Linked DNA regions of Bombyx mori: region 1 is linked to region 2. Evidence: chromatin contacts called from public Hi-C data. All regions are on one chromosome and are shown on one strand. Each heading gives the region's core, a stretch centred on a gene start, on an enhancer-like site or on the middle of the called end of the contact. The rest is flanking DNA. Distances are from core to core; before and after follow the strand shown.

The links. Hi-C and Micro-C count contacts between places; a contact is called where the count stands out from the background.
Region 1: a Hi-C map of whole pupa shows a contact between it and region 2, with 5 times the contacts expected there. The contact joins two enhancer-like sites. A contact is called at or near these places in 4 of 7 Hi-C or Micro-C datasets (middle silk gland, posterior silk gland and whole pupa).

Annotation. Positions count from the first base shown.
Region 1 is chr4:16,145,754-16,149,065 of ASM3026992v2, forward strand. LOC101736493 (zinc finger protein 271) reads right to left here. Exons shown (of 18, transcript XM_038010626.2): 5 at 2,897-3,083; 6 at 1,590-1,804; 7 at 1-62. Among protein-coding and RNA genes, the nearest start is that of Mir3267c, 3.1 kb to the left of the region's middle. Within about 2 kb of position 1,723, at least 3 of the 8 cell types and tissues checked have open chromatin away from gene starts, as enhancers often do.
Region 2 is chr4:16,102,469-16,105,595 of ASM3026992v2, forward strand. LOC101737740 (patronin) reads left to right here. Exons shown (of 26, transcript XM_062668373.1): 6 at 20-111; 7 at 1,526-1,654. Among protein-coding and RNA genes, the nearest start is that of Mir3267c, 40 kb to the right of the region's middle. Within about 2 kb of position 1,768, at least 6 of the 8 cell types and tissues checked have open chromatin away from gene starts, as enhancers often do.

The DNA.
Region 1 (3,312 bases), core at 473-2,972, 43 kb after region 2:
ATGTTTTCAATCGATACGATTCCCATTTGATTTGAAGACTCCAATTTTTCTTGAGCTTCGGCCTGAAAGTTATTTATTTATTTATTAAGTTGCACCAATAAAGTGATCATCAATACAAAACAATGACAAACTGACGAAAGTTATAAATGTGAAAGGGGAATGCCCACTTCAGGCCCAAAGTGGACAATAGATTAGAGAAAAAATACTCAGTGCATTAATTTTGGAATAAATAAATATGCATTTACTTTCTTCCACATGAGCGCCACTACAGTTTACCATAAGTGGTTAAAAAAAAAGTAACTCTATTGAAAAAAACAAGTTTTTTGATTTTTGCGGGAAAAATATTGCCAGCATCAAAGCCTTTAATGTATTAAGTAAATATTTTTTTAAGTATATAAATAAAACATTTTAAGTATTATCTTTAATCAATAGATTTTAATCGATTATAAGCACATAAAATAACATCAAAGCCATACTCGTTGGACTTTAGTGGTTGTTTGGTTACTTTGTTATTTAAATACAACAAAAACCAAAAAATAAAATATATTGTGAACTCGTAAAAAAAAAGATTAAGAAAAATAAATCAATTATCGGTTATTGTAAAAAAATAATCAATAAATCGATTTAATGTAATTATATTATAATATACTGATAACACTGAATTTAATTTGACTGACTGACACTTCGCTTGCCGCTTGTGCTTACGTTCAAAATGGATGTGTTTTGATTTTTCTTCGATTTATTTTACTGCCTTTTTTTTATGGATTTTATCCTCCCTTCAACGACGACTTTGGCTCAGGAGTTGAGGATCACAGCTACATTCGATTACGGATACTGATCAATAACGTTTCACTTATTTATATAGAAAATTAAACTCAAAACAATTTTTTATTTTATTTTTATAATAGTGGCGTCAATTTCAATATATTTTTTAGATATCCAATACATTTAAAAATTTGAAGCAGTCCATTTTTATAGTAATACTAGCTGACCCGGCAAACATTGTTTTGCCATATATAAGATTTCTAGGGAATTTCTAGTGTAGAAAAAAAAAACTTATTGTAAGTGTGTAAGGATGTGGTAAATGAGTGAAAGAGGTATGTAGTGCTGTGAACGATGAGGGAATATATAATAAAAATAACAAAACCTCATTCAACCACATAATACCTCATTATAACAATAAAAAATGTCCAAATAAAAAAAATATATGTTAGGGGTTTTTCATACCCCTAATCACTTAGGGGTATGAAAAACAGATAGTAGCCGATTCTCAGGCTTACTGAATATGCATAAAAAATTTCATGAGAATCGGTCAAGCGGTTTCGGAGGAGTATGGGAACGAACATTGTGACACGAGAATTTTATATATTAGATTTGCTATCCATTTTTGGGCCCAGCATACCATGGAGAGAGGGCATTCCCCTTTACGTTTAAAAATATATTGTGTAATAAAGGCAAAATCGTTTGGTTACAGTACTTTACTGCTCTCGTTCCATTTTGAAAACAGTTCCCTTACGCCCTCTATGATTCACATAATCACAGCAAGGTTAAGTTCGCAGGCCCAGAGGCGGCCGGTGGGAGAGAGTTACCAGTTGTCGCGCGGTGCAGGGGATGACGCGCTGTCCGGCGTGCGCGTGGTCGCGCTGGTGCTGCGTGAAGGTGAGGCGGTTGGGCAGCGCCAGCAGGCAGGCGGCGCACTGGTACAGCACGGGCCCGTGCGCCGCCACGTGCGACATGTAGCGCCCCACGCACGAGTACGACGCGCCGCAGATGGCGCACTGCTCCTGCTTGGGCCGGAGCCGACCTGGCGCAACCAAACCGACACGTCACCACACTCACCGCTCACGACTGCTCTTACTTCACGATTGACTTCCACGGTGAAGGAATAACATCGTGTAATCAAAATCAAATCCGCAAAACTATAATTTGCGTAATCACCGGTGGTAGAACTACTTGTGAGGTCCGCACGGGTAGGTACCGCCACCCTGCCTATTTCTGCCGTGAAGCAGTAATGCGTTTCGGTCTGAAGGGTGGGGCAGCCGTTGTAACTATACTGGGATCTTAGAACTTATATCTCAAGACGGGTGGCGCATTTACGTTGTAGATGTCTATGGGCTCCAGTAACCACGTAACACCAGATGGGCTGTGAGATCGTCCACCCATCTAAGCAACAAAAAAAAAATTATTTTACCTACTTGATGATTGATTAGTGAAGACATTTTATTTTACAAATGATGATAATAGGGCTATCTTATACTTCAGAGCGAATTGGATTGTATAGCATAGCAGCTTTACTGTTAAACCATAAAGTCACTGCTGCTTCACAGCTATAATAATAAAATTAGTAGTAATTTTGAAATAACTTCTACAATGTTATGCATTGTAAATTCGTGTGATTTTAGTAATATGGAAATATGATTCCTTGTGAAAATGTACAATCTATACACTCATTTGGTATAAGTTTCTCTAATGTAATAAGCATTACACACAAAGTATTTTTTTACTTCTTTATATATTCTGTGTAATAAATATCCTTAAATTCACTAAACTGGATGAATAAGAAAAATCTACATATTTTACAGTATTGTATCTATAAAAATGAATTGCTGTTCATTAGTCTCGCTAAAACACGAGAACGGCTGGACCTATTTGGCTAATTTCGGTCTTGAATTATTTGTGGAAGTCCAGAGAAGGTTTAAAAGGTAGATAAATATGAAAATGCTCAGAATTAAATAAAAATAACAATTTTGGTTTTCCTTTGATGTGTCCTCCTTTGGACGGATTCCTTTTGTTTGTTTTAAGTTTATTTAATACAAAAGTTTAGGTCTTTTATTTATCGATTGAGGCACTACGAAGTCTACCGGGTCAGCTAATTATTGTAAGGAATGATTCTCACCTTTAGGTCTACCACGTCCTTTGCCTTTCACAACGACAACTAGTTCACCGGAGTCCTCTCTATGTCCGATCACTTCTTCTTCTTGAGAAGTAGACTTAGAGTCCATGACTACTTCACTCTTTATATCTCCATCCAATTCATCATCTATGACACCTTCCTCTTTGAAAATTTTTTCTAGTTCCTTACCCTGTTCAAATGAAAATAAAAAAGTAAATTAATGTCATGAACTACCAAAAAGGTAGAATATAACTGTCTAGTAGTATCTATATATTAATACGTGAAGCAAAAACTTTGTACCCCTTTTTACGAAAAGTGCGCGGACGGAGGAGTATGAAATTTCCCAAACTTATACAAAATATAAAGAAGGAATGCAGAATGCTAATATCTTTTAAAAATTATGCATAAAAATACATTAA
Region 2 (3,127 bases), core at 518-3,017:
TGTATTTAAATTATTTCAGGTCAATGAAACAAAATTTAGTAGCGATGCTCGCCGACCTGTTCAACGTGCTAGAAGTTCATCCGGTCAAATCAGTAAAGTGCCCGGGAAGCGGTGAGTACACGAGAGAATTATTGTCTAATCTAAACAATCCAGTCCGTGATCCTCGTCCCGGCTCTTGCATGCTAGACTCGATGGGAGTATGTGGTCATAATATCAAAAACGCATACTAATATTAGTATTAAAAAAAAAAGTATAATATTTATGGACGCGGTAATAAGTAATGCTTACGTTTCCTTTCTATTAAAAAAATATATATAAAATAATTTTCGGCTGTTGAATGATTTTTTTTTGTTATCCGTGTATTTTTTTTTAAGTCTGGCATTGCGCTAATGAAGTCGTCGACGGTAAGTTGAGTTAGGAAGTGGCTCAGATTGGCGAAGCTGCAGTTTGGTTTCTTGTCGCCCTGTCTTGCTTGCGCCGTATGATGCTTGACGCTTTTATTGCGCGAGTTTACAACGATTTATATTAACGTTATTAACGAGCTTTATTTTAACGTGTAAAGAGTTGCTGACCAACATAAAACAGTTCTGTTCGCTCAGTGCGAGTTTTTTAACTCCAAGTTTTGCCGCTAGGGGCGCTGTTCCAACTCCATACGAGTTTGAGTTAACTTTTACGCGATCGAGAACGTTAAAAAACTCGCACTAAGAACACTGAGAGAAAGTGACGACAACACCTTGTTCAGTGCTTTACTACTCTTTTACTCGATAAACGTTATTGGACAGTTTCGTTGTTTTCGCATCGAACACGCCGAGTCAAGACAGGGTGATCGAAAACGTTCACGTGTTTGTGAATTACGTCGAACAATTAAATTATCACGTTCCGTTTTACGCATCCTGTAAATTGTACAAACATTGAATTAAGTTTTATGTCTGTATGCGTAACAAGGATTTGGTATAAGAGAATCATGGTGTGCTTTTTTTGGATTGTGTTGGGATTGTGTTTTGGCGATTGTGAAATTTGTTGGGCGTGCCATAATCGAGATAAATATGTGAAGTTTTATTTAGTTGGGCTACACAAACGCGAGACAGACATGTCTTTCGAACATGTTTTGTGTGAGAGTTTTATTTATCGTTTCTGTTGATGAAGAATGATTGTGTTGGTTTATATGTGTTGTAGGGACCACAAATGTCCCTAAAGCAACCAATAATTATATGTATGTGTTAGCGGTAATTATATTGCAATGATGCTACGTCAGTCTCGGGATTGTCGGGCTGTCGATAGCACGTTAGGTTGTTATCCCAATATACGTTAGTGACTTAACTGAACACGTGTCTTTTTAATCCTTGCCCGATATAGAGACTCAACAGTGTGTTGGTTGCATCGAAGAATGATTGGTGATTATGAGTTTGTATGTGTGTCGGTTGCATCGAGGCGGTGATGGATGGTATTGCTTGGTGTACAAATGTGTGTCATGCGGGTCGCGCGTGGGTAGCGCGTGGCGGTAGTGACGGTGCGGTGTGCGCAGAGCGCGAGGCGTGCAACGAGCACGGCGTGCGGCCGCGCCGCGCCCTGCCCGCCCCCGCGCCCTCGCCCATCCCCGACCTGCGCCCCGACCGCCCGCCGCACGACCTGCACCACGCCGTGCCCTTCGCAGGTACACGCGCCGACCGCCACTGCACGCATACACCGACACTACACACAACACACATACACCAACACTACCCACATACACCGACACTACACACATGCACCGACACTACACACTACACACATACACTACTACACTTGTGAACGTTCATTTTCCCTTAGAGTCGCCGCACACGGGCCACTGGCCACAACCATGAGACGCCGCCACCGCCATATTTCCTGTAAATTTTACACATTTTATATGGACTCGCCGCACACGGCGAAGTCGTCGTGGCCTAAAGGATAAGACGTCCGGTGCATTCGTATCTAGCGAAGTACCAATGTTCGAATCCCGCAGGCGGGTATCAATTTTTCTAATGAAATACGTACTTAACAAATGTTCACGATTGACTTCCACGGTGAAGGAATAACATCGTGTGGTAAAAATCAAACCTGCCGTGAAGCAATAATGCGTTTCGGTTTGAAGGGCGGGGCAGCCGTTGTAACTATACTGAGACCTTAGAACTCAAATCTCAGAGTGGGTGGCGGCATTTACGTTGTAGATGTCTATGGGTCGCAGTAACCACTTAACACCAGGTGGGCTGTGAGCTCGTCCAACCATTTAAGCTATAAAAAAAGGACATTCATTTTCTTTTACTTAATCAGTTGTACAGTTAAAATACCTATGTATTTCTAAAGAAAATCCCTTGTCTCTCGATTCTCACTATATTTTGAATGACGTCTAAACTAACATTAAACCCAATCAATTCAGTTCAGTTATTTACTTTGATACACTGATTTCTGCCTTATTCACGACGAAGACGAGTAGTGGCTGTTTGCAGTTTTGTTTTATTGCTGTGTGTGTCTGTGTGTGAACGTGTTTTTTGTTTTGCGTGTCTCTTTAAACACTTTTAATTTTTATATGTCACCTCTGTTTTTTCTATGCTCTGCTTTCTGTACCGTCTGTTTACTCTTGTATAGATATTCTTAATTATAATAGTATATGTTAACCTGATACGCTTTTATTTTGCTTATAAACTGGGTTTGCATGGATAAGCTTTTTTTGGGCGCACTTTCTCATTAACGAGACTATACAGTAGGAGTCGTTGACGTTATGTCCATATGACTCCCAAGACTTTTTTTAAAGTATATTCATCGATATTATTTCGTAGTTACGGTAGTGTTGTCACACGATTAATATAACAGTTGATAAATGCTGTTCTGCATTTTTCATTGCTTAATATGGTATTGCTCGCCATAGTATAATAAATATCTTTCTTGTGAATAATAATAATTCTCCAATCCTTTCGATCGCAACGCGTGAGCACGTCACTAGTTTTATATTATAATATGTCACGCATAGTAATGCCATTAAAATTAGTTTAAAAAAAAACACATAAGTAAATCAGAATAGCGTAAACGAAAAAAAAAACACGTAAAAAAATTACCGCATTAAAATTTTTCAGTTTTCCAAAGCGAAGTAAACAAAGATTATTGCATA